Linked DNA regions of Mus musculus: all the other regions are linked to region 1. Evidence: chromatin contacts called from public Hi-C and HiChIP or PLAC-seq data. All regions are on one chromosome and are shown on one strand. The core of a region is the stretch at or near the end of the contact, and the rest is flanking DNA. Distances in the headings are between cores, read along the strand shown.

Region 1 (5,924 bases), core at 1,084-3,583:
TTACATTAGAAAAAAAAAGTTTCTTTGAGATGTTCTTATTGTTTCTAAAGTTCTGATGGCAAGGATTGCTGGGTAGGCCAAAGAAAAGAAAAATTAGCATCAATGGCTAGGCCTGATGGCAGGCCAGGAAGGCACTCAAACTCCAACCTGGAGTAGAATGTCACAGCAGCACTGAAATTCTTTGTGTAGCTGATATGACTTCATAGCTATCAGCAAACATACTAGATGCCTGCTTTCTGTGAGGTAGGGCTAGCCATTCTCACTAATTAACTCTGGGGGCTTTCATTAATTAACTTTGGGTCAGAAACTTTTGAACATTGGATGGCCAATAAACCAAAGAGCTTGGATACTAAAGTGTGCAGCTAGGAGAACAAGTGTTTTGGAGTTAGGATAGATCCAGAGTTAATCCAGGTCTGCTGTTCCCTGGTATTGGAACTTGACAAATTATAGGTCTGAGTCTGTTTCCTTTTTAGCAAAAATCACAGCATTTCTCCCTATGTAGAAGTATATAGCTATAAGAATTGAGTGGATTTCAACTACTTGGGACTATACCCCCCCCCCCACACACACAATGTCCACACTTCTTTTTCTGAGTGTAACATTAGGCAGAGAGACTGGAAAGAAGCTACCGTCTCTGAGCCTGAGAAGGGGTGAGAATCCAGATAAAAGGCCCCAATGACTCATTTTTTCAAACACTGTTCCCCCTGATTTTCAGACTAGTACTCAATAATGACCCCCCCAGCCCCCCTTCTGAGAACTTCTTGTTCTTCCTTACAAAGGATTGGAACTACGCCAGAGGGTAACACTCACAACAGCACAGGCTCACAACCATGTGAAAGGTGTTGCTTACAAGAATTGAGCCACAGTCTGTTTGCATTGTTACCAGTAACAAGTGGACATAAAACAAAGCCACTGAATAACATCCCAAAGTGTCCCCGGACAGACTGGTTAGATTATTTTGTGTTACCAGGAAGTCAATATTCACCATTCAGCTTTCAAAGGAAAAGCTGGAGACAAGGGGGAGGGGGGGAGAGGGAGGGAAAAAAAAGCAGGGAGAGAAGAAAATAGAGAAAAATAATGGGTGGCAATGAAGAGAGATAGATGGTTTTGCTATATTAAGACATGACAAAGAAACCCGTTTTTATTGTTGGACTTTAGCAAACCATCTACCCTTTTATGAGCTAGGTAGGGTATTTTTCAATGATTAGAAAATGGTAAAACTGTTGCACAGTGAGGCAATTTGCTTAGAAACATGTACTGCTTAAAGACTAAGAAACTGCAACAAAGGTTTGTATCAATAGTGACTAGTATTTAATTGAGTCAATTTGATTCCTTTTTGCAGAGCTTTTGCAAACCACTTCTGGCCAAAACTATGTCTAATTTCTTTGACCTGTCACAGCAACTGACTATAGATGTCATGTGGTAATTAACTTTCCATCACTCTTTTGTGTGGTCTGTATCATTTTCTTCAAGAATTTACTTTTTTTTTTTTTTTTTTTTTGGCCCATCATCTTTGCAGCTGCCCTTTCAAGTAGTTACGACTCTTGTTACTAATTATCCAGCAGTTTAGTTGTAACACAGTAACACGCAAACTAATTGGAGTCCGGAACTTTATTAAACTCTTTTTGAGTCGTCACTGTAACCAGTGTTTTCACATACTTTGGTTAGAGATTTCAAGAAATGCCAACCATCAAACTAAGAAAGTTTGGATGACAGGTGCAAGTCCGCTTGTTGCCGCGTCCAGCAACTATTTCAAGTAGCAGTCTCCAACTACTGACCCTCCTGTCTACCCGAGCATCCTCTCGGCGGTGCCTAACTCTGGAGAGCTCCTCTGGACAGGGACTGCCCAAGTTCTCAGGGCGCGAGACGCAGCAGGGCTGTGCCTCTCGGCGTGGGCAGACGCAGCGGACTTGTCGGACCTCCCCGGGGATGCGCAAACCCGAGGCGCGAAACCAGCCAGCAGGCGCCGGGGCGAGCAGAGCTGTCCAAGTGCAGACTCGAGGGGCGGCCGGTGGCCCGGGGGCGGAGGCCTCCTGTCCCCCCGAGGCGAGCGGTCCTAGGCACTGAGCCTTCCCGAGGGAGCCCCGCGCGGAGCGAGTCGGCGGCGGAGGCACCGAGGCGCCCGCTCCGGAGCCGGGGACCGAGCGCACCTGGCACCTGCCGCCCCGCCTGCGTGCCGAGCGTCCCGCCGAGGAGGGCCACCGGGACTCGGCTCGCTCTCGCCGGCTGGGCTGGCCGCGCCTCGCCGCGGAGAGAGTGGGTGGGCAGGCAGGGGAGGGAAAGGAAGGAGGGAGGGAGGGAGGGAGGGAGAGGGCGACGCGCGTCCCCGAGGCGGGGGCGCGCTCTCGCGCGGGCTGCCGGGATCGCTCGCCGCCGCTGTGGTAATGTCCGCCATGTTGGCCATGGCGCAGGGAGCGGATCGGGCGGGCGAGCGGCGGATCTAGAGTGTGGAAGCGGCCGCGGGCGGCGGGGGGCTGTTCTGGGGCGGGGTGGGCGCCCATGCTGGGGCCGGGGGCACTGCGGAGGAGGAGGAGGAGCGGGCCGGCCGCGCTGCACTGAGGAAGGAGGTGGAGGAGGCGGCGGGAGTGCTCCCCCCCCCTCCCCGCCCGCCCCGCCGCCGCCGCCCGGGCTGTTCCTGTAAGGCGGGGAGACAATGAGTAAACTCTCCTTCCGAGCGCGGGCGCTGGACGCCGCCAAACCGCTGCCCATCTACCGCGGCAAGGACATGCCTGATCTCAACGACTGCGTCTCCATCAACCGGGCCGTGCCCCAGATGCCCACCGGGATGGAGAAGGAGGAGGAATCGGTAGGGACTCGAGTGTTTATTACCCCCCCCTTCCCTCCTCCCCCCTCCCCTTTGTCAGCCGGGCCTCGCCATTCACAGAGCGCTTCTACGCTCGCTGGAGGGCGCCGCTGCCGCTGCGCGCTCCGGACCCTACGCCGGCGGAGTAGCGTAAACCCGTCGGCCGGCGCAGCGCCCGCCCGCGGCCGCCATGTTGTTGCGTCCCAGTGTTGTGATTAGCTCTCGGCGCCGCTTACGCTGCCGTAAGGGGGCCCTGCCGTAAGCAGCGGCCGGGAATGGCGCAGGGATGCGCCGGCCCGCACTTGGCGTACAGCCTCTGTTTACCTCGTAGACATCTCGCCGGGAGCGGGGTTAATGGGTCGAGAAAGGGTCCTTGGGCTAAGGCGCTATTTTCGTTGCGTTTTAAAATTTGTGCGTGCACGAAATTGCCTTTGAAACAAACGATCTCGGGAAAGTAGAGCTCTTTCAAAACATGCATCTTCCTGCTAGTGGGGTGATGGGTGATGGTTTGCGCTGCCCGCTAGAGGTGCCGCGGGAGTAGGCGATGCATCCCTGCGGCCGGGCAGCGACCCCCGGTCCGGACTCTGCGTTAGCGAGTCCTCTGATCTGCACGCCGGCTTCGCCTGCCGGGCTGGCCCCTCCTCGGTTGTGCGGAATTAGGACGGAGCCCGAATGCTTGAAACTGGCCTCCAGGCCCGCGCTTCCCGTGCAGCGAGCGTCCGGGGAAGTTGCATGCGGGATGGCTGTTTACAACTTGAGGGCTCAGAGCGTCCGCATTGACAGTTGCGTTTTTGACCAGATGTTAAAATTTGGACAAAATGCTGTTTCCTTCTTCCCGGGGGTTAAGTTATACCCAAGACTGAATTTCCTCCGATTTGACAGTGTTTACGACTCTGGAGTGTTGTTACTTGTGTGCGGAGTTCATAGTAACTGCACCCTGAAGAATTTCTTCAATGAACCTTCAGTCCCGCCTTATTGTCAACCACGGGTGTGTGTGGATTGGCTCCCTAGCTTCTGTTACTGTCAAAAGAAAGCTGGAGGTTTCTGTGATTGGCTTTCTCTTTTGACTATTAATATTGCAGGAAATGCCTTTAAGCATTTGATTGGCTGCTCGAATTCTGACCTCACTGTGTTGGTGCTTTGACTTAATCACATTTCTTTTTGGTGTTTGATTACCTGATTTAACATTTTCAGTAGAATATTAAATAAGACCTCTTTTTAAACCTTCAGGAAATTAAAACTCAGCTTTTATGCCTAAGATTCAGATAGTACCGAATCGTGTTTGAGAAGTTTGCTTATGAGGTTATTGACTTGATTTTGAGCTACCTTCTGGCAGTCTCCGATAGATGATCTAGAAACTGCGTTTGGTAGCGTGGTACTGTCTTTGCTGATCACGTCTTTCTCTTAGCCATTTCCTTCGGACGTGTGTTTTTACGTCGTTTTACTTCCTTATGTTTGCTATCTTTTGCCTAAGGTCTGCCAGTTGAAAAATCAGATGATCATTTAATCAATCTGTCATTTCTTCTTGAATGTTGTATAGTGGTAGTTACTGTTTATACTATCTCCTGTTTAGATCTAAGATACTGTACTAAGAATTTTAAATAAATGTGATATAAATTTTTTAAAATTACTTTTGTGAGTTATAAGTATAGGCCTTTTTTGATACTCAGGATATTTTTGTTTTGTCTTGTTTTGTTTTTTTTTTTTTTTTTTTTTTGGTTTTTCGAGACAGGGTTTCTCTGTGTAGCCCTGGCTGCCCTGGAGCTCACTTTGTAGACCAGGCTGGCCTCGAACTCAGAAATCCGCCTGCCTCTGCCTCCCGAGTGCTGGGATTAAAGGCGTGCACCACCACGCCCGGCTGTTTTGTTTTTTAAAACATAGCTACACCTGAAATACTATTTTTTTTGTCCTGTGTTAATTAACTATTATAACTATGGGCAGATTTCTGTGAGAGATCTTCATTCAAGCACATGAATCATGATTTAGCATTCACACATGCATATAATATACATACATACATGAACCTACATATATCCATGGTCAGTGTTTTTTAAGACAAGAACCCTGCTTTGTAGCCACACTGGTCTTAGACTCACTGTCTTCCTGCATCCACTTCCCATGAAATTGTAGCTGTGCCCAGAACACCTTTTATCTTACTTTCAAAGAAAACAGGTCTGACTTGAATTTCCCCCATTACTATTTCTTGATTTCTGTCACTGGTGTTTTAATTGATATTTTTGAGTGAAATATATTGAGTCTTAAATATCTTTTCAGAATTAACCAAGACACTGATGTTTTCCTGATTTCTGATAGAATATAGTTTTGTAAAAACATGACAAGTGTTATGTTATTTACATAAATGAGATAGTGGGATATTAGTTATTGAGATGCATTGGATATCAAAGTTATGTAAAAGCTAGTGTGCAGAAGTATTCTTAGTTTTTTCAAGAAAATATATATCTTGATTTCATGGGGCTTAGAATGAGGTAAAGATTATGTACAGTATCAGGAAAGTTAGCAAAAATTAGGGCCTTAAGGTAACATGGCAGACATCAGAGTACATCAGAAAAAGTAAAATGCCAGTGTAGTTGCGATGAGAGAAAACTTTCTGACGTATAGAGTAGGCTGCCTGCAGAAAGAGAATTTTGAGTTTTCTTTTAAACCGTTACATTGTGTGAACTAGTGCACACTTGTCAGGGTGCTCCTTTGAGGGTAGGGATAGCTTCATTGTATCAGTTCTCTTTTTTTGTTAGTTTGTGTTTTCAGAAGGGTTCTCTGCCTGACCCAGGCTGTCCTGGAGCTTGCTTTGTAGATCAAGCAGGCCTTGAACTCACAGAGACCCGCCTGCCTCTGTCTCCACCACCTGGCTGCATCAGTTATTTTTCCACCTTTATGTAGGATCTGGGGATCAAAGGCAGATCAAAAGCTTATAGAACAAGTGTCTTTACCCAGTTGCCATCTTGCTCACCCCAATTTTGAGCTTTCAAGCTTGGTTGTACATTATATGTTGATGCAATATTTGAGTGTAAGGTATTTAAAGCAAGGTCTATGACTGTTAAATAGACAAAAGGAAGGTTCTTCCAGATTCCTTATCATTTATTCATAACCCTCTGCTACTGAT
Region 2 (5,443 bases), core at 658-3,157, 240 kb after region 1:
GGGGTGGGGGTGGGGGGGGGGGTTGAGATGCGTTAGCATGCTTCTGCCTGGACAGCTGATGAAAATGTAGAGTGATGTTTGCCTTCAGGCTGTGTGCTCTTCCCAGCCACAGCTTAAACTTGCCTCTCGTCTGTAACCATAGCTATTCTTGGAGCACAGGGTTTTTAACTTCCCTTTCCTTCTTTGCATGCCATCATTTTCACCACCACAGTGTCCAAGACCAACTTGGCAGTTCATGAAGACAAAAACAGAGTCCCCTATGTAAAGGTATGCAAAGACTTGGGGCAATGCAGCTAACTTTTCTCTGGTCTGTGCAAATACTGCATGAGATGCTATAAAGAGTATCCAAAGGCATAGTTTATCTATAACATTGATATAAGTATAAAAAACCCCAACAGCCAGTATTTAGGTTCTTCAACTGTAGCTTTCCTGTATGTAAATTATTATTATTATTATTATTATTTGTTGCTGAGAATCTAATCCAGTGCTTCATGTATAAGTTATGAGCTATTATACTCAGCCCTCTTTATGAAATCTATTATTTAAGTACTACTACTTAGTATATAAAAGAGGTTTTGGGATTGAATGCAGTGGTGTATGCTCTGAACCTCACCGAAGCCTATTGTGGCCTTGTCTATTGTGCTGAAATGATGAATGATGGAGGGTGAGGCAGTACATTCTCATTTCCTCCCCTCTCATAAGTTTTCTTCTTTTAATTTCTGGCTCCTGAAAGCATTGCTTTAGGGTATGAACAGGAGCTTAAAAAGCATTTCTTCCAGCTTTCCCAGGGCTGGCTGGCTCATACTTCTCTTTAATGTAGAATCCAAGCCCCAGGCAAGGGGGAAGCACTGTTGGTCAGCATCATTGCCTTTCTGTTTAGCTGTACCTTTAGGGGGAGAAAGGATGCTTAGCTGCTTTGAGATGCTGTTGCTTTGCAACCGCTGTAATGGCCAACCTGCCCTACCTTTGACTCTTGCAGGGGTGCACCGAGAGGTTTGTGTCAAGCCCGGAGGAGGTCATGGATGTGATCGATGAGGGCAAAGCAAACCGACACGTGGCTGTGACAAGTAAGTGTGTGTGTGTGTGTGTGGGGGGGGGAGGTGATGTCTATGCTGTTACATAGCACGGCAGTATCTGCCCTCTGTGCAGGACAGCTGGGTGACGAGGATGTGAGGGAAGGTAGCAGAGAGCAGCGAGCAGGCAGAGCCCAGGCCCTGTGCTGCGTGAGTGTATGCAGCACTCTGAGGTCTTGAAGAATTGCCTGAGATTCCTTGGGTTCTGATCAAAGTCTTAGAAAGAAAATCCAAGTTACTAAATTCATGCCAAACACAAGGAAAAACAGTTGGGGCTCTACCTCTGTAGAGAGAGAATAATGCAAAGAGGGCATCAGAGCAGAGCAGGCGGCTTCCAAGGAGTCCCTGAAGCTGGAGAGCTCACAGCAGGCACACTCACATGAGCTAAGATGCCTGTCTCATCCCGGGGAGCTGCACGTGTTTATCAGCAAGGCAGAGGCTCCTTAAATTGACTAGCACTGTCCTTTCAGAGGGATGTGGGCAGAGGAGTGTAAGTTCACTCAGAGCTGAAGGAACTAAGAATTTCAAGTTCGGAAGAGAAAAAAAAAATCAGGAGAGGATGTGTGCGCTGCAGTTCATTGATGCTCTGGGTTCTGATGTTGAGGAAGATGCAATGTGCTGCAGGCTAGGCACGCAGGCTTGACCAACTGTCAGGACTCTAAGCCTGGGAGCTGCCCCAGGAAAAGCCTGCTGCTGAGGAAGGGAGCGAAGGTATTGTATAGAAGAGATTCAAGCAGTAGTTGGTGGCTGGTCTAGACCCTTCTAGGAGCAGGTCTGAGGCTCCTGTGTGAATGGGCTCCAGCTCTGTGACTCAGAATCCTCTTCTACACCCACAGCCTGTGAAATGATGCTTGTATATGCATCAGTTTTCAGAGCTGACCTAGGCTTGTGTGCTGTGTAGGAAACACTGCTTCTTGCTGTTCTGCCCGAAACCCAAATGTACATGACAAACCTTTCTTGCTGTGTTTCCTAAGCTGCCAGTCATGAATTATTTACACTGTACCTGCTTCAGAGCCGAGCATGTCGAATGTTACTAGTGTCCTTAGCATTCTGTCAGGGTTTTTTTCCCACATTATTTGTACATGTGTGTGTGTGTGTGTGTGTATGTATGTATGTATGTATGTATGTATGTATGTATGTGTTTGTGCACGAGCGTGGGCATGTGTGCGTGCTCACGTGTGTACGCATGCTATGTAGATAAGCACATGGAAGCTAGGGAGAACCTACTCTTGAAAGTTTTCCTCTAACGTGTGGGTCTTGGAAATTGCCCTGGGATGCCAGGCTTGACAGCGAGCATCTTCACCCATTGAGTCATCGTACCAGCTCCGGTTTCTATTTTAGTGGGGTGAGTATATTTAACAGTGCTCTGTTGCTAAGTCCATTTGCATTGTGGGCAACATCTGACCGTGTGTCGCCACAATGCTCCATCTTCCCCAGCTGAGACCTGAACTCGGGGACCTTTGCAGCGGGTGCTTTACAGGCTGTCCCATCTCCCCAGCTCCGGTTTTAATTTTCAAGATCAGCTTGACTATTCAGGATGCTGTGAGAGTTTGTAGACTTTTAAAAGTTTAGGGTAGACTTTTCTACTTTTGTAGATAATATCATTGAGATTTTGATACAGTTGTATTTGGATAGATTATTTTGGCTTATATATGTGCATGTTTTGTGTGCCTGTGTGTATTTTATGTATGTGTAGGCCTGAAGTTGATGTTGTATCTTCCTTTGGCTGGATTTTCACATTTTATTTTTGTTGAGGCAGCCTCTTTACTGACACAGTACTTATCAATTCCAGCTCATCCTGCTAGCTCTGAGCCCACTCTGTTTCTGCTCTGCAGTCCAGGGTTACAGATAATTGCCATGCCTGACCAGCCTTTAAACGGGTTCTGGGATCCCAAACTCCAGTCCTCGTGCTTGCTCAGCAAAGCCTTATCTATTAAAGCCATCTCTGCAGATCCAATGTTGATATCTTAACAATATTTTATCTTCAAATAAATGATCACAGCTTATGTTTCCCATCTATCTCTATCTGCTTTAATATCTGTAAGTGGCATTTTGGACCTTTGGCTACAAATCTGTCATTTTCTTTAAGTTTATTTCTATTTTATCCTTCATATTGCTAATGTGAATAGATTGTCTTCTTAATATTTTATTTTTTATTTTTATTAGATATTTTCTTCATTTACATTTCAAATGCTATCCCCAAAGCCCCCTATATCTTCTTAATATTTTTAGGTCAGGCATGGAAACATAAATGGTTTTTACGCGTTGATTTTTCTAGCGTGCAGCATTGCTAAATTTATTTATTTGTGACCTTTTAAAATGGGATCTTTAAAGCTGGGCGTGGTGGCGCACGCTTTTAATCCCAGCACTTGGGAGGCAGAGGCAGGCGGATTTCTGAGTTCGAGGACAGCCTGGTCTACAGAGTGAGTTCCAGGACAGCCAGGGCTACACAGAGAAACCCTGTCTCGAACCCCCTCCCCCCCAAAATAAAATGGGATCTTTAGAGGGTTTATTTTTTTTGAACAATCTGGTGAGATGCTTTCTGAGGAATGGTGAAAGTTGCTTGGGACCATTACTGGGTCTGCTGTAAGGGGAAGCGTTTTTCCTTGGTATCCTGGCCATTTAACCTGGGAGGCCAGTGCGTGTTTCATATGGGTTGTAGAGGAATGTGTCTTAATCTTCCCTGAAGGAAGCTCCTGGTAGTTCAGGCTACACATGGGCAGGACAAACTGTGTCAGGCACTACACTGTAATAAACTTCAGGGCTTCCACAGGACCAGCAAGGAAGCTGTGAGCTTCTTGGGGGTTGAGAGAGTGGGGTATGGGATGGATATAGGGCTTCTGGCCGACCCTGAGGGTCTTTAATTCCTTTGTTACTTGAAGGCACTGTAAATCTGCCCTCTCTACAATGAATGAACTTTTTTGTTTGTTTGTTTGTTTGTTTTGTTTCTTTTTAAAAGAAGAAACAGTGGCCTCAGATGCGTCCCCAAATTGGCTTCACCAGCTGCAGAGAGCTGCAGCAGGGTGACATGATTGGCTGTGTTTTGAAGGACTAGAGGTCTGCTGCCCGTGCTGCCGAGCTCTCTGCGGAGCAGTAAGCCATTTATTTTCCTTTTCAGACATGAACGAACACAGCTCTAGGAGTCACAGTATCTTCCTGATTAACATTAAGCAAGAGAATGTGGAGACTGAAAAAAAACTCAGCGGGAAGCTGTATTTGGTTGATTTGGCTGGGAGTGAAAAGGTAATTGGTTCTTATTTATATTATCTGTAATTTCTCCCTGCTATTTGCTCAAGTGTACAGTTGTAGAAGTTCTGTGCCTTTTACTTCCTGGTTTTAAAGAAGTTTGAAGTGTTGAGGCATGGTACTATCGTGTTTCTTTGCATTCTCATTTTGTCCTGTGGGCTAAGAGTCGCCAGTTCCCTTCAGAGGCATGTGTGTCAGAGGCTCTGATTCATTGATGCTTGGTAGCCTAGGGCTTTAAGCAGGTGTTAGTATGACTTAGCCTAGCAAGGCAGCTGCAAAAGGTGGGATGGGCGCCCTTAGGATGGAAGGAGCCATCTGATTTCATGGACTCCATACAGTAGGCTCGGGAGGGCTCTCCCCCTGGGACATGGTTGGCCCTGCTTCTGTACCTTTGCCTTGCTGAGGAAAGGTCTGGAACCTGGGCTCTGCCAGTGTTTCCGTTCTCCTGGAAGTGGGTTTGAAGTAACAGGGGACCTTTCATATGGGTGACCTTGGGTCATCCGGTTGGAAAGGCTTCTTTGGTTTTGTTGTGATTCTCTTTCCACACCTCGCTCTGTTCTATGCCCCCAGGCACCGGCTAAGACCACATCCTCTTCCCATGCCAGCCCCCTTCCACAGCACCAGGGGATGTTCCCATGGCCATACTCTGGCGGGCACAAGCCCTGTAGACAGCATCATAGAGCCAGCATACATGCACAATTTCTATTTCTGCCATCATCAGTGACATCAGCTGGTTGTTCTCATCAGAGCAGGTCCTGAAGTACTGTCAGTCTCCCTAGCTATACAGGTGATTGCCACTCATGGCCTCACACTGCTAAGTTCCTGAACCCTAACTATGGCTACACACATCCCCGTAAGTCATGGCTTTTGAATTGTCCTCTTACTTGGCTGGGCATCTCAAATGTTATGTGTGTGGGCTGGCTACATTCTCAGCTGCTCATGAGGATGAAGGGAGCACGTTGTCCAGCTGTAGACGGACCACTGACTGGACGGACTGCCATGCTGGGTATAAGCCCATACAGAGAGCCATGTAGCGATGAGTTGTTTAGGACTGAAGTACACCTGGTAGCTGCCTCCTGCTGGCAGTTGCTGCTTCTTGTTAAGGGTACTTATGAGGTGTTTCA
Region 3 (5,527 bases), core at 1,806-4,305, 200 kb after region 1:
AAGATGCATTTGGAAAAGGATGCAGAGGTGTACCGAAGGGAAGGGAGAGTACATGACCACTTAGAAGGCTTGTGCGGTGGTTTGGCAAAAAGTAGTAAGAGTAGCTGAGATGTAAGGCAAGAGAGACCAGAGGCATGGAGGACCACTCTGACCCTGATGTGGAGAAGATGGCCCTGAACGTGTCAGCCTAGGCGACTAGGGGTAGAAAGAGGAGATGGAGAGGTGAGTTGAGTTCTCTCTTCAGCCTACAGCTTCTCCTCAGCATCCGCGCAGGACTGGCTTCAAGGTAGCTTTTAAACTTCAAACCTCCTAGATCCACGAGTCCTCTGTGTGAAATCATGTAGTGTTTGCAAGCAGCAACACACGTCTTACACTTCAGATCATCTCTAGATTATTGGCATAATAAATCATATTTGTTTCTGTCTGACAATAACTGGGGTCTGGAGCCCTGAGTTAGAGGTAGACTTTGTGTCTTCTCTTGAGACTTATGGCTGAAACCACAGATATACTTTAAAGTGCTTCCAGGGCAGACAGAACAAAACAGATGATCCAGAATGAGAGAGAGCATGATGACATGATGGAACTTGGATTGACAAGAAGGAGAACGAGCGACTGAGATAGGGTGGTCAGAAGAAAGATGCCGAGCTGGCCCATACAGTATCTGGCATCCAGGGAGATGGCAGTTTCAACATGCTGACTAGAGCTCAGAAGCAAACAGTTGGTTTTTCATAGTTCTGTTAACCAATGAATCTGATAAGTGAAATGCTGCTCCTGGCTGAAGATTGGAATTCTGATTTTGATGATACATTCATTGTTTAACCCACTAGTGCTTCAAGGAGTCCAGTCCAGGATCAGAAAAGAGACAGGCAAGGCAGAGAGTACTGGGCGGACTTGAATTTTGCCTTCTCTTGTGTGTGGCTGCCTAGCCTTTCTAGTACTTTAAGCATTGGAATATGAGGTGCTTTGTCATCAAGTAAAAGGTAAAATAATTTAAAAGGCTGATGATCTTCCCATACTTGAGAGGACTTGGATGTTTTTGTTTAGAAAACTGGTTTTCATTCAGGGACACTGATTTTTGTTAATAGAGATTTCTGCAGGGAGAGGGACTTTAACTACTTTATCTGTTGATTGGGCTTTGCACCACTGCACTGGGGACCAAGTGTCCTACTGTCTCCTGAGTGAGGATGCCATCTCACTGGGCTAGAATGTCTAAGCTTCATGCTGCCCATATTCAGCCTTTCCATCCTAAATGTGATTAGCTACAGAAGTCCTGCATACAGTTTATATCCATCAGCCTTCCCTTTCGAGCATCCGTGAAGCCTCTCTGTGTGTAAGTGTGTGTGTGTGACTTTGTGTCTGTGTCTCTGTGTGCCTGTGTGTACCTTTAGCCATCAAAACAGAGCTGCCCGAGCCTGCTAATTTCTGCTGGTTTTAGTTAGTGTCATCTTCATAGGAGACTTCTGTCTGCAGTTATGAAGTTATCTTAACAGGAAGAGCAAGCTATTGCATTCTGAGTTATGCCCTGTCATGTTCTGAACATGTTCTATTATCACAGCATGTTAGAGTCAGAGGAATTCCACATTTCATGTTCTATAGAGGAGGAGGCCTAGAGGTAAGTTGTATAAGGTCACAATTTGGTCAAATGTGTGAAATTCTTAGCAAATCCATAGCTGAGGAATATATGTGATCCTGGAGGGACAGTGACAAAATGCCTCTTATGGGTGGTCTTATGGGTGGGAGGCTTGGCATGGAACCAGAATTCTGGTGCTTATATAAGCTCACCTCACCACCTTCCACTCGTCCGAGGAAGCCATTCCTTTTTCTCAGAAAGGGAGGCTAACGTTTCTGTCCCATGGCTCAGAAAAGCAACCAGAAATGAGGCACCTGAACACACCATGAGAGTAAAGCTGTCATCCGGCATGCTGGGCAATTATTACTATGCGAGCTGTTTCCCATCAGTGAGGAAATGAGTTAGTACTATTTCTCCGCTCTGGTCACCTGCAGTGTGGCTTGCTGAGCTGCTCAGGTGATGGTCTGGGCACAAGCTCTCATATCAGCGTCACGTGTACAGCCACATGGCTTTGCGGTGTGTGCCGCCACAGGCTTCAGCCGCCTCAGACTGAGTATGTGTTGCTGGCCCTGGCAGCTCCTGCGAGGTCGCCATGCCCTCAAAGGAAGGTAGACATTTCCTGTTATTGTGTATCTGGCAAAAATGATGTCTCCATCTTGTTTTTAGTGAAAAAAAAATTCTGCCTCTCCTGTGAGGAAAAAAAAAATATTTTCCCACAGACTTGACTTGGTACCAGATCTACTGAGGTAACCACTGCAGAGATTTTTTTATTCCCTTCTCCGAGTGTACATACTCAGTGAACAGTGAACCCTTGAAGCCTAAAGCTTGCCTTCTCTGGAGTCTCCCATGCCTGAGGCAGAAGCTACTTGTGAGAACATTAGAGACTCCTGCCTCCCATTACTATTGCCATGTGTTAGAGCTACACAGATTCATCATTTTCAGGGAAAATGGAAAGCACAGGTGAGTGTCTTGGCTCACTAGAATGAGAGGCACAAGCTTCAGGGGAAGGACCAGCCATTCCGACCTCCTCTGTTGTCCTCTGCATCCTGGCAGGTGGGAGAGGAAGGACTGCGGTTTGCTTTCATTGGAAGCAAAACATCACCATGTCTTTGAAACAGTTTTCATTATTCTCCTTAAAAGAAGTCATCCTTCTGTTTCCAGTCTCCTGTTAGCCAGGCGATAATTCTGCATTTCTTTATTATCGCTCTGGCAATGTGCCTCCAAGAATATTCTTCCGTAGCTGTCTGCGATCCTGACAGGGTCTGTGTGTCCACACAGCAGGGAGTTTGGCAGGAGGGAGAGAATTGCAGCCTGGTTTCCTGTAGGAAGAAGGCTTACAAGACTCATTCTTGTGCGCTGCTTTTGTTCCCTTGCGGTCTGTGAAGTGGTGGGCATTGCCTTGCCAACTCCACTGGGAGCCAGCCGGGCACTGCTTTGTGGACGTCTGCTTCATTATTGACTCTCCTGGGAGCAGCGTTGGCTTCAGCCAGCATGGGCCCCAGCCACCTTCCTAAGGGCAGAGAGCCAGTGTGGGGAGGGACAGCAGTGTGGATGCTCTGTAGGTTAGTGTTTCTGGCTGCATTCAGAGCGTGGTCCATCCAGTGCAGGCAGGAAAGCGAGAGGATGTAGCTGGAGTGGAGAAGATAGCCTGGTTTTATAGTCCTCTTGTTAGGCAGCTAAAGACTGGTGGGCCCTGGGGAGGTGTGACAAGGATGGGGATGAGCGAGCTGCTGGTCACTACTAGGTATGGGGAGTTTGCCTTAATATGCAGAGCCCTCCTCCCCTTGCCTTGGGAACTTTCTGTCAACTTCCTGACAAACAAGAGGGTAGATGAACAGTAAAGAGAGATGAATGGGTAGAGGAAGACAGGGAGCCCCTAGGACTATTAAAATCTAGCGTTGGTGGAAGGAGAATGTAGACTTTCAAAGAGATACAGCTCATATCTCCTACCCCTACATCCTATAATGAGATCCTAGCATCCCACTTCTAGCCTCCTTGGCACCCAAGTTCCATGTTAGTCCAGGGCCCTCGGCAGCTAGTGGGCCGCTTTTGCACGAATTAGGGGTTAGTGATCTTCTGGGCAGGTGTGGCCCTACATGTCTCCTGCTTGGCAGGTGACCAGCACCTCTGTGAAGGAAAAGTCACGTCGTTCCCCCCCCCCCCCAAGGTCTAGGGCAAAACTGGTTGATGTTGTTTTTTCTTTTTGTCTTGATACAAGGTCTTGCAGTGTTCCGAGGCTGGCCCTGGATCTTGGGGTGAGGTGATCTCGCTCCAGCCTCTTGAATTGCTGGCACTACAGCCATCTGCTATTGCACTGGATCAACTCAGTGGATTTTAACAATGATTGGAGTTTCCACTCCTCCCCTCTGCACTTCCTTACCTTGCCTGTGCACCTTGGGAAATGGCCACATGTTTGGCAGTGATTTTACTTTGCACCCATTGAATTCCCATTGCACCCAGTGCAGGTGTAAAGTAAAAGGCAAAGAGGAGTGAAGCGTCTGGGGTTTTACCTTAGTTGGGGTTCTCTAGAAGCACAAGGGAAACCAGAATAACGTGCAGAGTACTTTGAGAGGTGAACCTAAGAAACCCTGAAGAGGGAAGTGAGGCAGGGGGCAAAGGAAGCCCTGGGGTTGTCTCTTTGGAGTTGCTATAGTGAGCAAGTAGAACTCTAGGGGCCAGTTGGAATACCCACCCAGTGACCCCTTCACACCAATTCTGGCTCAGACAGCTGAAGCACTGTCCCCCAAGTTTTATCTGTCAGGCTGAGGATTGCTGGGTTGGAAGCCTAGACATCCCTTCCAGCCTGTTCGTTAGGAGTTCTAAGAGCACCACCAACTGGCACAGCCAACAGATCAAGGGATGCAGGAGCCAGCAGTGGAAGGTCAGGCCAGTCTGTAAAGACTGGGAGGTGAGTCAGGTTCCTAGAACTCTGCTTCAGGGTGGCAGTGGGTATTTTGCTCATGTGTCTCGAAGCCCCCAAAGCTATAGAGGAAAGTGATTGAGTCTATGAGTGCCTGAGTCAGACCCAGTTCCTTACCTTTCCTGCATGGGCTTTGGAACTGAACATGCCACTAATTATTCTGAAATAATGTAGACAATTGTTCTCAGAAAAAAGCTACTGTTTTGTGTCTGTGCCCCCTCCTCATTCTTAAGAGCTGAGCCTTAAGGCCTGGAGTCATGGGCCTGTGGGATTGCGGGAGCCCAAAATATGATTCCATATCAAGATATGATTTGGGTATCAAGAGGGCAACAGGGTGTCAAGTTCTGAGCAGGTTCAGGGAAAGTTTCACTTTTCTGTATCTCTCCCGTGTAGGCTCATGGCGTGGGAAGTTTGCTGCAATTCTGGTTCTTGGTGTAAGTTGGTCATCAGGCCTCAAACCTTGCAATAGAGAATAACAGTGTTCCCATCTCGAGTGTCTTCTCTAGCACCAGGCTCTGTGGTAGATCCTCTATTTGCATGGTTGTATTTGATGCTCACTGGAAGCCTGAATTGTGGCTTCTGTTGGCTCTGCAGGAGAACTATAATAAAGAAGACAGACAACAGAAAGTGTTGGCAAGGCTATAGCGACACCAGAACCTGCATACACTGCTGGCAGGAATAGTAACCAGCTCAGTCGCTTTGGAGGATAATTTGCCAGTTCTTCAAAGCTAAACTTAAATGTAGAGTTCCTATATGGCTCAGCAGGTCCACTCCTAGATACATTCCCAGAGGGAACACACAAAACCTTATGTGTGAATAGTCATAATAGCCCCAAGGAAAATCAACACAGTGGTCCCATCTGTTAATGAATGGTACATAAAGCATTATATATCCATCCAGTGGAATATTGTTTGGTCTTGAAATGAAGCCATGATACATGGTGGATGGAACTTGAAACATCCTCGGTGAGGGAGGCTGCTCAGAAGAACACACACTATGACCCCTTTTATGCGACATACTGACGACAGGCGGTTCTG
Region 4 (5,418 bases), core at 1,899-4,398, 180 kb after region 1:
CCAGCGATGAGGGCTAATCAAGCTTCCAGAGCCAACTCTGCCAACCTTATCCTTTCTAATCAAGCAAAGCAAGGCTGGTGGTGCCTTTCCGCAAGGCACCTGAAAAAGCGCCATACTCTATGACCTTGCCTTGCTGCTGCATACACTTCCTGGCTTGAGTCAGCTTGTGGAATCGCCAGGGCCAGGCACATGCACGCTGTTTGTCTTCCAGCCATGGTCCTCGGCCTGGTCTGACCAGGGATTTGGAGAGGCTCATCCAGGTGTGTTTGAGAGATTTTCATCTTATCTTTTCATCCTTGGTTTGAGTTGGATATTGGGAAACACATTTTCAAGGGGTGAAGTGGGTATTTGAGAACAAAATTTGGTGCAGCACATAAAGAAAATAGTTCAGCTGTTTCTGTTTTCTCATTCAAAGACGAGAAGAATGGAGAAAACCACATTCAGGTAATGTATGTTTTGACACTTTTCAGGGTAACGTTCTTAGGAGCTGCAGACCAGTAATATTATTTTAGAAGCATTTTCTATGAAGCTCTTGGTTCCACAACACCAGACTGACAAGCCTCAGGGACCTGTCCCAGGTTCCGTACCTGGCTTTGCTCCAGTCCTTGTTTGCCCTTGGCCTCTGGAGGAGCCCGGAGCTGTCTGCTTAATTCTCTGGGGGAGGTTGTTCTGTAGTTTTCCTCAAAACCTGTCTGGAACCTTGCTCCTCAGAGGTTATTGATTTCCACCTGGGAACTGGGGCAAAAAACTGCTGTCTCTGACATCAGAAACTTGGGAGAGTCGCCGGGGGAGGGACTTTGTTTCTGCAGCTGCCACGTATTGCAAAGAGAGGAACAGTTGCCCGTCTGATTGACTGGTGTCTAGACCTCTCTTAGACTTGATTTCTGAAGGGCTAAGGTTCTGAATCAATACTTTCTCTATTTGACTTTCTGTGGGAAACTGAGGTAAACTGACCTCTACAGGGTCTAGCTTTTTGGGCTGTTTCTCTCTCCTTGTTAACTGGCTGTCAGAGTAGCTCACAAATTCCAGGCCCAGTCAAGTTCATGTAGGCTTGGACACCAGGGGAGTAGGGTGGTGGGATGAGAAAAGGAGGGTTTAGTCCTTATCAGCTGACCTTGAGTTTTATGTCTGTGTTGGGATGGCGGGTGCAGGGGTCCTACCTAGGCCATGACACATACCACGTGTGTCATGGGATCCCCATGGAAGGGTGAAGTAAGGAGCGGCTGAATTTTAAAGGGGATTGTGGTGTTCCTGGATCGCCGTTGCTATCATTATGATCCATTGAATTCATGATACCATCCAATAAGTTCATATTTACAGTATATGCGAGATTAGCTACAGCTACATTAGCTTTAGAAGAAAAAATGTGTAGCTCTTTCGAAAGTTCTAAACAAAACAGTACCAGCCATTATCTGTGTAGACAGGTAGGCAGCAGCATCCTGCGTACTCTTGAAGACAAACGGAAGCTACTTGTACATGCGCTGAGTGTCTGTGCTACACATGGCTCCTGGCAAAGGTTTCCTTCAAGATTTACTTTACACATTTTTCTGAGATCTAGATATTTGTCCAAAAATACCTGCAAAGGGGAAAATAGATCCCTGTTTGTCACTTCCTAGCCCTGGTGGCGAGCAGGGAAAGGTGAGCTCTGATTCTCTTTGGCTGGCTGATCTAGAAACCTGTGACTCAGTTAAAAGGCTGTCTCAGAAGCTGGGCAGTGGTAGCGCTCGCCTTTAATCTCAGCACTTGGGAGGCAGAGGCAGGTGGATTTCTGACTTCGAGGCCAGCCTGGTCTACAGACTGAGTTCCAGGATAGCCAGGGCTACTCAGAGAAACCCTGTCTTGAAAACCAAAAAAACCAAAAACCAAACCAAAACAACAACAGCAGCAACAACAACAACAACAATATAAATCAGAGAGAGAGAGGGAGAGGGAGGGAGAGAGAGAGAGAGAGAGAGAGAGAGAGAGAGAGAAAGAGAGCCCCAAAGGAAGACATCCTGAGATGATCTCTGGCTTTGGCACACACAAGTGATTTTGTGCACCTGTCCCCCAACTCCAAAGTCTATATAAACCAAATATAAAGTAGTACCAAGTAGGTTATGGGGAATTTGATGTTAAATACATTCATTGTCACTCAAAAATGTTTCCATTTTTAAAGAGGTGTTTTGTGCATTGCCCAGTCTGGTGGCCACTGGTCACATCCAGTCTATTGAACAACTTGGAATACTGCTCATCCATGTAGGGATGTTTGGTAGTTGCAAAATATATACCAGACACTGAAGACAGTATTAAACAAAACCACAATAAAACAGCACTTCCCTCAACCAAACCAACTAAAAACCCGCAGTAAAAGACGTTGTTAACATGGATGAGACACATTACACCCTGCAGAGGTATTTGGGGTAGAATGTGTTAGACTTTATTTTTGCTTTATGAAGATGTGACTAATACGAAATTTAAGATTGCATCTGGGCCTATCATTAGTTCTCTTGGATAACACTGCCCCAGCGTTTAGGCACAGTGTTCTGACTTTGCAATCATAGGATTTCGTTCCTCTCTGGTGTATTGAGGGCCTATTGTATACTCAGCTCAGTTAAGCATTGTGAGCCCTGCCATCAACAGGAAGGAAAAATGAACCTTGTAAATACCTGTCCAGAGAAGCCTTGCTGAGAGAGAGAGAGAGAGAACACTTGGTTCTCTGTTGGGGACAGCAGGCTGAGGGACCAACACTTTGCCCCTCCCTCATCTGGAGGAATCCACTCTGCAAGTGTAAACTTGGCTCTAGTTGCTTTGCAGTCTCTGTAACCATTTTCTACATTCCAGTTTGTAATCATCAGTGTCCCTTCCCATCCCATAATGCTGGGTCACTTTTGAGAAGTCCTGGGAGCAGCAGCCCAACGGTGCCCCTATTAAGGATAAGATTTCTGGGGACTGGTGACTAACAATGAAAGAGAGCACAAAAATGTGCCTGGATCCCATGGGTCCTAGGAAATGCCACCATACTGCCTTGCTTCCTGGCTCTGTGGTCAGCCCTGCATTAGCCTTGCAGCCAGTGTTTGGCAGGAACTCCAGGCCTAGGTCCTTGCCTGTGCCTGTACAGCTCTGGAAGCTTAGAGTACTTGGGGTTGCCTCCCTGGGAGACTTGCTTGCAATTTCCAGGCGAGAAGCACCACAGTGACTGGAATCTGCGATGTACCCTCTGTCCCGGTCCTGTCGCTGGTGTAGGAATGATGAGACCTTTTGTCCTGGGAATGCATTTTCCATTAGCATGGTGACTTCTAATGAGGTCGCTCTGCCGAGTGGGATAAAAGCGTCCATTAGGATGTGGGGGTCGCAGAGCTGGACTGTGGTGGGAAGCCAAGGAAACCCTTTGTCACTCTCTGGTGCCTTTTCTTTGTGTGTGCATCGGTTGGAAGAGCTTGCCTTGACAGTGAAGAAGGCTGCATAGCTTTTTGCAGGAATCTGATTAAGTGTTGAAAATTTACTCCCCTCCCCGCAGGCCCCTGGTATCTGGATCAGTGCAGGATTGATCGATCCTCTTTGTAAATGGTGGAAAACCACAAAAAGGGCAATGCAGGCACCGCAAAAATCATCGCAAATTTGCCGTTTAATATTCCTATCCTCCCTTCTCCTGTTGGTTTGTTATTGTTAAAAAATGTACACCAACCCTGGATATACAAGTTACCCATGTTACTTGTATATGTGGTATAATATCTTCACAATGCTACTTTTCAGTGATTGCTTAATGTCTACTGGGCTGCCATAGCAGTGTGCTCACTGTCTGTGTATTGTGGCATGGAATTCTTCATCTTGCACTTATTTCAGATCATACTTGCTGAGCGGCTCTATGCGTGGGGCTATTTTCAGTAGCTCAGTTATTTCTACAGAATTCATTAACTAGAAGCAGATTTCCTGGGTCCAGTGCGGCGAGTACATAAATCCGATCCTATTAACTATCAGCCTATTGTTTTCCGCAAAGGCTCTACTGATTCCTACAGCCTTCAGGGATGTATGACTGGCCAGTCTGGCAGCAAATCCATGTCTGAAGTAAAGGAACTGAATCATTTGAGAGGGTGATTGGTATGGCACTGGTCTAGTGAAAATCCATAGGGATTTCCTCTCCTGGTCTTTGCTGGTGTGTATGTGTGAGTTCCCATCCTGGCAATATAAAAGGACTGATTTGGGGCATCACTGTGCCATATCCCCAGTATCCAATGGCTGACAGAACAGAGTGGAGATGGCCACTTATATTTGGAATGACCTCAAGGCTTTTCTCACAAATCCTCAGATGTGGTTGTTTCTCCCATTGCACTGGATAAGCATTAGCTTGTATCTAGCAGCACCCATGGGAGCACTTTACTAGATGACCTGGTGTGTGCCATGCTGACCGAGGTGGGAATTCATGTTGCTGGAGGGTGGAGTCACACTACACAACACCAAAGAGATTACTCCACATTTTGAAGGTTATATGTCATGTAGGGACCAGACCGGCACTCTAGTCCTAGAAGAGAGCATATACTAGTCCCACCTTCTAGTGGGTGCCACTGGCAAGCCCTAGTCTGCAAAGGCAGCCAGAACCAACTGAATTGAGTCAGACAAATAGAAGGAAGCATGTGAAGAGGTCCAAGCAGTGCAGGAGGTAGAGGGTGTGATTGGAAGGCCTTTGTTTTCCTTCCTTCCTTCCTTCCTTCCTTCCTTCCTTCCTTCCTTCCTTCCTTCCTTCCCTTCCTTCCTTCCTTCCTTCCTTCCTTCCTTCCTTCCTTCCTTCCTTCCTTCCTTCCTTCCCTCCCTCCCTTCCCAGAATACTGCTCTCTATTCCATTGGTTTAGTCACTTAAACCCAGAGATCCTTCTCTGTGTTCTTAACTATCACATTGAGTACTAGTCATGTCAAGTAATTGGCTTGTGAAAATGTTATCTAGCACTTCGGTTAAATCAAGATTTTTAATGAAGATACAAACTAAATGGTGTCGAAGGAGATAAAGAGAAAAGAAGGATGCAGTCAGCATTTCCCAGAGAAGGAAAGAAGGGCAGCTGACCACTCCATGTCCAAAGGACAGCGGAGCTGCCGATGGCCAGGCCTGGGAAGCCGATGTGGAGGAAGCAGTAAGAGACCAGACAGCAAGGTCTTCAAAGTGGCCTTGAGGAAATGAAATTTGTCTAGGCCAGCTTGTTTTACTGCTGTGCCTTGTGCCTGGGTTAGGAATAACTTCCACAAGATATTTCTTCAGTGCTGCCTCTCTCGGCCTCTCAGGTTCCCAGGAAGGAGGATACAATTCATATTTGCTTTCCATAGTTTTATGGCTGATGGCATAATATAGAACATCAATTTCCCATCAGTCCCAAGTGACTTTCACCTGTTGGATGCCTTTGACTTCATGTCAAAAGGATGAGCAAATCTCATGTAATCCAAGTAGCTGAG
Region 5 (6,105 bases), core at 1,020-3,519, 230 kb after region 1:
TGCTCTGTATTATGTCTGCTCTCGAGCACCTTAGATGTCGCATCCTAAAGCTTCAGTTGATGAGGTGTGTGAACACTTCTTTCTCTACCCTATTAGAGTGAAATTTGATGCTTGGAGAATAAAGCACTTTGGCCAGATCTAGAGGAATGAGTGGGTCTGGGCCTTGAGACCTAGTTTGCCGACTGCCTGCGGCTCTGAGCTATTTTGCCTTACCTTTCTTTTTCAGTCAGGTCATATGGACTATTAACTAACAGGCCAAAGTGCTAGGGGTAGGGATGAGTGTGTGAGGAGAGTAGAGGGGAAAGAACAGCTACTGTGGCCTTAGAGCTTTGTGCTGGTCAGTCGTGGGTGAGCTTCCACTCTGAAATGCAGAGACTTTGGAGGGGTCAGTGTGTGCAAATAGTCACTCTGCTCAGCAGAGATTAAAGCAAACGTGTTTCTCAAGCTCAGAACTGTCTACCATTTACTGCGATGGGAGTGTGTGTTTGCTGCCTTGGGTGCCTGGAGCCTGGGTCTTCATTCTGCAGGCACGGGCAGCTTGAGTTCTTTGGTTTGCTGGCAAACCTTGGGATCCCAATGGAGCAGCCTTTAGCTGTTGTCAGAAGCCTAGTGAGTGCCCCTGACACAACACCGTCTCCCCTGGGAGGGTTAGTAGGCTGGGCAGCCTCTTAGGAATACCGATGTATAGTGTGAAGGACCTTGATTCGTGATTCACAAAGCACTCATTTCTGCTCCTGTCAGACCTGGGCTCAGCTGTAAGCAGAACCTAGGATGCGTGCATGCTCAAGTTTCTGAACTCTGTAGCCAGAGCTGGCCAGCGTCCTCTGTCCTCTCCCCTCCCCTTTGGGAGATAACATGCCGCTTGTCATCTGCAGCAGAAGCTTCTGGGTTTGCTGGGCTGCTGGATAGACGGACACTGGCCTGAGAGGTGTGGGGCTCCCATCATGCCAGATACCGTCACAAAGGACGCTTCTGTCTGGAAGAGCATTATGTGTGGAAACAGTCATTCTGCTCCGCAGAGACTAAAGCAAATGTGTTTCTCCAGCCCAGGAACCATCAGCCATTTACTGTGATGGAAGTTTGCAGGCCTTTGGTTGGGAGCTATGGGCTGGTCCCGGAGGCAGTATGTGGTTCTGCACAGGGCCCAGCACAAGCCAGTGCTCGAGTCGTCCCTCAGCAGCCTGTGCTGGCTCCTCTCTCAGCCCTTGAACTGCACTGCTCACCCAAGGCGTTCTCTGCCGGCACTCCCCACTAACCATAAAACACACTCGGAATAAACAAATGCACCACCCTCTCAAATCCGAGAAAATAGACAACCCTAGGTCGACAGGACCTTACTTTTTTTTTGTTTTGTTTTGTTTTGTTTGTTTTTTGAGACAGGGTTCTCTGTGTAGCCCTGGCTGTCCTGGAACTCACTCTGTAGACCAGGCTGGACTCGAACTCAGAAATCCTCCTGCCTCTGCCTCCTGACTGCTGAGATTAAAGGCGTGCGCCATCACCGCCCCCGGCTAGGACCTTATGTTTTAAAATTATCTTTTAGTTCAGAATTGAGTCGATAGAGGGCAACATCAGCTGCATTCAATTTTGATCTGGGATATTCTCTAAAATGTATTACGTGTAAGATGATTCTGGGTACTTTAAAGGCCAATCAGAGTGTGCTTTCGTGGATTCTGTATGCTCTCTATGAAAAAAAACCAAAACAAAACAGCAAGGAAATTGTGTTCAGTGTGGATTTTCTCTGAGTACACTCCCACATGCCTATCAGTAACTCAGCTCAAGGTGAGCCAATGCCACTTAGGCATGTTCCCTCCCCGCCCCCCTTTTTAAAATGGGGTCTCATTTAGCTCAGGTTATCATAAATGGGGTCTCATTTAGCTCAGGCTATCCTCAGGCCCTCACAGAGCTAGGGCTTACCTTGAAGTCTGGTTCTTTTGTTTCTGTCTCATCAGAGCTGAGATTATAGGTGTGTGACATCACTCCTCGACTGTGGGCTGCTGAGGACTGAAGCCAGTGTTTGTGCCCTCTAAAGAAACACTCTCCCAGTCGATCCGAGACTTGATGTGGGGACTCAGTTTGTAAACACAGGAGAACAGGGACTGTAAACTACCTGCTTGGTGAGACTGTGTCCTGTGCTCAGTGAGAACAGCCCTGAAAGCTCATGGAGATGCTGGAGGAAGAGGAAGATGGCAGAGGAAGGAGTGTGGGCTGGACGTAGGCTCTGGAGTCAGGTTCCTTTAGGGTGCGGCAGGTTGCCACACTTCAGAAGAAAGGAGCGAGGTCAGAAGCTGGCTGGATGTTGGCCCAGACCAGTAAATCCTAGAGCACGACCTACACAGGAGTGTGAGGGAGGAAGGGCCTCAGTCTGAGGAGAGGTGTTTAGTTTCTAGTAAATAAAAAGCTTTCTGTTGTGACAGTGCCTGGCGTTCCAACGGCCTGAAGTTGTTTGCGTTGTGAGCATTGAACTTTAAAATCTCAACTGTAGGATGGAACCTCTTTCTTTGGGTCCCTCAAAGTACATGCTCATCATGTTCATGCTAGTGTGGAGGCGCACCACGCTGGCACTCTGACCCCAGCCCCAGGGGGATCTTTTCTCTGGGAGTTGACATTTTCATGGAAACTGAAGCTTAAACCTCTAACCCTAACACTGACTTCTTCAGTTTTCTCTCTCTTCTTTCTGCTGTTACTAGGGAAACCGCTTTCAAAAACCATTTGTAGAAGACAGATACATGTGAGTGCTCCCTTCCCCCATCTCGATACTTTTCTTCTCTGATCCCAAGTCATATTGTAACAATCTCAGAATAGTAAAATAGGTATGCTTTTTTTTTTCTTTTTTTCCTTTTGTAAACCTAGCAAGAAAAACAAACCACCATCAACACCCCCCCACCACCACCACAGTCAGCACAAACAGGTTCAGAGAGGAGAGGGAACCACCCCAATCTGAAATACATGGAGGTGACGGCCTGGCACACTTTCTCACATGGCCCCAAGTAGCATCCTCTATTCAGGGCACTTCTTGCCCTCACCATCAACCACATTAAGAATTCCTCCCTTGGTGCAGAGTGGTGGGTCAAGGATATTAATTATGCATTGTTTCCCTTTCTGTGATGGTTGTAGAGAGGAGGGGGAGGCAGGAGGGAATATGTTTTAATCACCTCTGCTGCTCTGAAAGAATTCCCACCGATGATCTTCAGCTCTGCAACATAAAGCAGCCCCCACCCGCACGGCTCCCCTCCTCCCTGTGTGAAACCGAAGCCAGCCTGCCTCGCGTGTGGGCTTTCACCGTGCACTTATTGTGTAATTAAGAGAAATTCCTGATGCTGATGGGTCCAGGCTATCCTCCTAGTGAGGCAGTGAAAGAAAACCAGAGGCATTAAATTTAAGTCAGGCCTGCTAGTTTCCAGGGTGATTGGAGCTCGGTTTGCAGTGTGGTGCCTTTCGCTCCCCTAGTTCTAGTCTGTTGTGATGGGACTTCCGTGAGGCCTTCATGGGAAATGGTCCAAAGGATCCAGAGTTAAGCTGACCGAGACCAAACCTTCAGGCACCACATTCTATTCTAATCTCCAGAAACTGCAAGTCTGCTGGCTTTTCCTCTCCAAGAATCTCAAGAGACTAACACCTAGGCGAAAGCTTCACGTAGCCGAAAAAGACTCTTCCCCTGGAGTCCCGCAGTCTGCAGAAATGAGAGACCCTTTCTCCTTATTTGTGGGACAGCAGACTCTCCTTTCTTTTCTTATTTCACAATCATACTTAAAGCACATGCAGTTGGCACATATCATTTTTGTAAGAAGACAGAGATGGGCCATTAGGAACTGCAACCTTACATCATACAACCAAGGCCAGTGTAGGAGCAGCATAATGAATTAATGTTCATCTCTCTTGTGCTTGCAGATGTCCTTGAGGGTTATAATGGAACAATTTTTGCATATGGGCAGACTTCATCAGGAAAAACTCATACCATGGAGGTAAGTTTGCACTGTCGGTGTCTGAGGTGTGAGAGCGTCAGCAAAGCGTGAGATGGGTGTGACAGCAGAGGTGGTTAGGTTCAGCCAGACTCTTCTGTCCTTGGGGAGTTTTAAAGTGCCAATGAGCAGTAAAATCTCAAGAATTTAGTTTTTAAAAAACCTTGGTTGAGCTGTCTGTCCAAGTGAAAAAATAAATTTCATTTAAAAAAATAGTCAGATAGCTTTTGGCTGCCACAGCCATCTTCCAGTAACTCACCAAAATGATGAACACAAAGGGAAAGAGGAGAGGCACCTATGTTCTCTAGGCCTTTTAGGAAACATGGCATTGTTCCTTTGGCCACATACATGTGAATCTACAAAAAGGATGATATTGTAAACATAAAGGGAATGGGCACTGTTCAAAAAGGAATGCCCCATAAGTGCTACCGCGGCAAAACTGGAAGAGTCTACAATGTCACCCAGCATGCCGTGGGCATCATTGTAAATAAGCAAGTTAAGGGCAAAATTCTGGCCAAGAGGATCAATGTGCGGATTGAACACATCAAGCACTTGAAGAGCAAAGACAGCTTCCTGAAGTGGGTGAAGGAGAACGACCAGAAGAAAAAGGAAGCCAAAGAGAAGGGCGCCTGGGTTCAGCTGAAGCGCCAGCCTGCGCCACGCAGAGAAGCGCACTCTGTGAGGACTAACGGAAAAGAGCCTGAGCTGTTGGAGCCCATTCCATATGAATTCATGGCCTAATGTACACAAAAAATAAACTATCAGCACCAGGACAAAAAAAAAAAAAAGTCAGATATAGGGGGTATGGCTTAGTTTCCTAGCTTGCAGGAGGCCCTGAATTAGAGCCTCAGAGCATCTCTCTGTCTCTGTCTCTGTCTCTCTCTCTGTCTCTCTCTCTGTCTCTCTCTCTCTGTCTCTCTGTCTCTCTCTCTGTCTCTCTCTCTCACACACACACACACACACACACACACATATACACACACATCACTGCTGCTACAACCATTATGAATAGGTAATTAGTGGTGTGGAGTCTTATGGACTGCAACAGGTCCTGTCTGTTAGGGTGAACTGCAGTCTCTTAAGAATAAATTAAAAACAAAACAAAGCAAAACCCTATAGGTCAGAGACCTAAAGAGGTTGGATTCTAGACCAAATTTGGACCACAAGCAGACTTTTATTTGACTTGCATGGTGTCTGTCGGTTTGAATGTATCTAGGTATGTCTGTATATATGAATTTATCTTTAAGATGGAATGATTTCACAAAATTCTAACTTTTTCACGATTGTGGTTTTTCCATTTCCTTTGAACACTGAAGATTTTGTAGCACTGGATGAATTTAGCAAAAACTGCAATTTCCCAGAGCAGGAATTTTCATTGCTTGTACTTGTTTTTAATCTTTGTGATTTTTTTTCTTTATTTTCATTGCCTGGACTTGAACCCAGTGCCTTATGCATCCTAAGCAAACATTTGCCACTGAGCTACGCTCATAGCCTTGGTTAGTTTTTGTTAACGCGTGTTAAAAGTGGCTGTCAATGAGAAGAGGCCCCATAAAGTATTTGTTAAAACAGTACCAGTGTGGTGGCTCTGCCCACCCTGCGTGTTTGGGGCTAGGTTCTCCAGTAGGTCCCAGTCCACTTGGCCCACAGCCTGAATGCCTATGAACCGATGTGCCCCTTCTGATGTGAACTGGTCGGGTACTCAGCAGGACTGAGTAAGCAGTGGAAGGGATGGCCTCACTCATGCTCTCACTGGGAGCTTGTGGCTTCAGGCTAGCTTCTAAACAGGAACTCTTTATTGCCCCCTTTTCTGCTTTTCACCAGGAGCTCCTGAGGTCTCTGGTGCTGGATAATTTGTCTAAAGCAGCAGGTCTCAACCTGTGGGTTGTGATCCCTTTGGGGACCACATATTAGATATCCTGCATATCAGATATTTATATTATGATTCTTAACAGTAGCAAAATTACAGTTATGAAGTAGCAATGAAAATAATTTTATAGTTGGGATCCCTACAACATAAGGGACTATATATATTAAAGTGTTCAGTATTAGGAAGGTTGAAAGCTACTGCTCTAGAGGCCAGGCCTACCTGACAGGTGAGATGACATAAGGCAAGGAGAAGAAGGAGAGGAGAGGAGAGGAGAGGAGA

Evidence for each region. A called contact is a pair of places that touch in the nucleus more often than the background predicts. HiChIP or PLAC-seq counts read pairs in DNA pulled down with a chosen protein or histone mark.
Region 2: an H3K27ac HiChIP or PLAC-seq map of differentiating embryonic stem cells shows a contact between it and region 1, with 5 times the contacts expected there. The contact joins the enhancer-like site here to the promoter of Epc2 in region 1. A contact is called at or near these places in 5 of 39 promoter capture datasets (the 3T3-L1 cell line, cranial neural crest, hippocampal neurons and 1 more), 1 of 15 datasets of contacts at CTCF or cohesin (large pre-B cells), 7 of 484 Hi-C or Micro-C datasets (the C2C12 cell line, the G1E-ER4 cell line, cerebellar granule neurons and 4 more), 27 of 115 datasets of contacts at active chromatin or transcription factors (the 230-238 cell line, SST interneurons, bone marrow-derived macrophages and 19 more) and 3 of 9 other capture datasets (adipose tissue, macrophages and pancreatic islet).
Region 3: a contact with region 1 is called in a Hi-C map of cerebellar granule neurons, with 2.7 times the contacts expected there. The contact joins the enhancer-like site here to the promoter of Epc2 in region 1. A contact is called at or near these places in 5 of 39 promoter capture datasets (3T3-L1-derived adipocytes, cranial neural crest, hippocampal neurons and 1 more), 1 of 15 datasets of contacts at CTCF or cohesin (large pre-B cells), 9 of 484 Hi-C or Micro-C datasets (the G1E-ER4 cell line, the N1E-115 cell line, cerebellar granule neurons and 4 more), 13 of 115 datasets of contacts at active chromatin or transcription factors (the 230-238 cell line, bone marrow-derived macrophages, craniofacial prominence and 8 more) and 1 of 9 other capture datasets (pancreatic islet).
Region 4: an H3K4me3 HiChIP or PLAC-seq map of embryonic forebrain shows a contact between it and region 1, with 4 times the contacts expected there. The contact joins the enhancer-like site here to the promoter of Epc2 in region 1. A contact is called at or near these places in 2 of 39 promoter capture datasets (liver and pre-B cells), 19 of 484 Hi-C or Micro-C datasets (CD8 T cells, the N1E-115 cell line, brain and 12 more), 14 of 115 datasets of contacts at active chromatin or transcription factors (astrocytes, bone marrow-derived macrophages, craniofacial prominence and 11 more) and 2 of 9 other capture datasets (adipose tissue and liver).
Region 5: a Hi-C map of nephron progenitors shows a contact between it and region 1, with 2.4 times the contacts expected there. The contact joins the enhancer-like site here to the promoter of Epc2 in region 1. A contact is called at or near these places in 5 of 39 promoter capture datasets (cranial neural crest, embryonic stem cells, hippocampal neurons and 1 more), 1 of 15 datasets of contacts at CTCF or cohesin (large pre-B cells), 6 of 484 Hi-C or Micro-C datasets (cerebral cortex, embryonic fibroblasts, liver and 2 more), 14 of 115 datasets of contacts at active chromatin or transcription factors (SST interneurons, bone marrow-derived macrophages, craniofacial prominence and 11 more) and 2 of 9 other capture datasets (adipose tissue and pancreatic islet).

The regions. Positions count from the first base shown.
Region 1 is chr2:49,449,153-49,455,076 of GRCm38.p6, forward strand. It overlaps Epc2 (enhancer of polycomb homolog 2), which reads left to right and starts at 2,334. Exons shown (of 14, transcript NM_172663.4): 1 at 2,334-2,806. The coding sequence starts at 2,654.
Region 2 is chr2:49,693,789-49,699,231 of GRCm38.p6, forward strand. It overlaps Kif5c (kinesin family member 5C), which reads left to right. Exons shown (of 26, transcript NM_008449.3): 6 at 212-267; 7 at 980-1,067; 8 at 4,192-4,316. Among named protein-coding and RNA genes, the nearest start is that of Gm46738, 51 kb to the right of the region's middle. Within about 2 kb of position 1,908, at least 10 of the 459 cell types and tissues checked have an H3K27ac peak or open chromatin away from gene starts, as enhancers often do. A contact at or near this core is called in SST interneurons and differentiating embryonic stem cells, where this site is marked.
Region 3 is chr2:49,652,761-49,658,287 of GRCm38.p6, forward strand. The region is part of intron 1 of Kif5c (kinesin family member 5C); the gene reads left to right. Among named protein-coding and RNA genes, the nearest start is that of Kif5c, 36 kb to the left of the region's middle. Within about 2 kb of position 3,056, at least 28 of the 459 cell types and tissues checked have an H3K27ac peak or open chromatin away from gene starts, as enhancers often do. A contact at or near this core is called in cerebellar granule neurons, cerebellum and cerebral cortex, where this site is marked.
Region 4 is chr2:49,630,208-49,635,625 of GRCm38.p6, forward strand. The region is part of intron 1 of Kif5c (kinesin family member 5C); the gene reads left to right. Among named protein-coding and RNA genes, the nearest start is that of Kif5c, 14 kb to the left of the region's middle. Within about 2 kb of position 3,149, at least 44 of the 459 cell types and tissues checked have an H3K27ac peak or open chromatin away from gene starts, as enhancers often do. A contact at or near this core is called in astrocytes, cortical neurons, embryonic forebrain and 2 more, where this site is marked.
Region 5 is chr2:49,676,277-49,682,381 of GRCm38.p6, forward strand. Kif5c (kinesin family member 5C) reads left to right here. Exons shown (of 26, transcript NM_008449.3): 3 at 3,889-3,962. Among named protein-coding and RNA genes, the nearest start is that of Kif5c, 60 kb to the left of the region's middle. Within about 2 kb of position 2,270, at least 10 of the 459 cell types and tissues checked have an H3K27ac peak or open chromatin away from gene starts, as enhancers often do. A contact at or near this core is called in nephron progenitors and uterus, where this site is marked.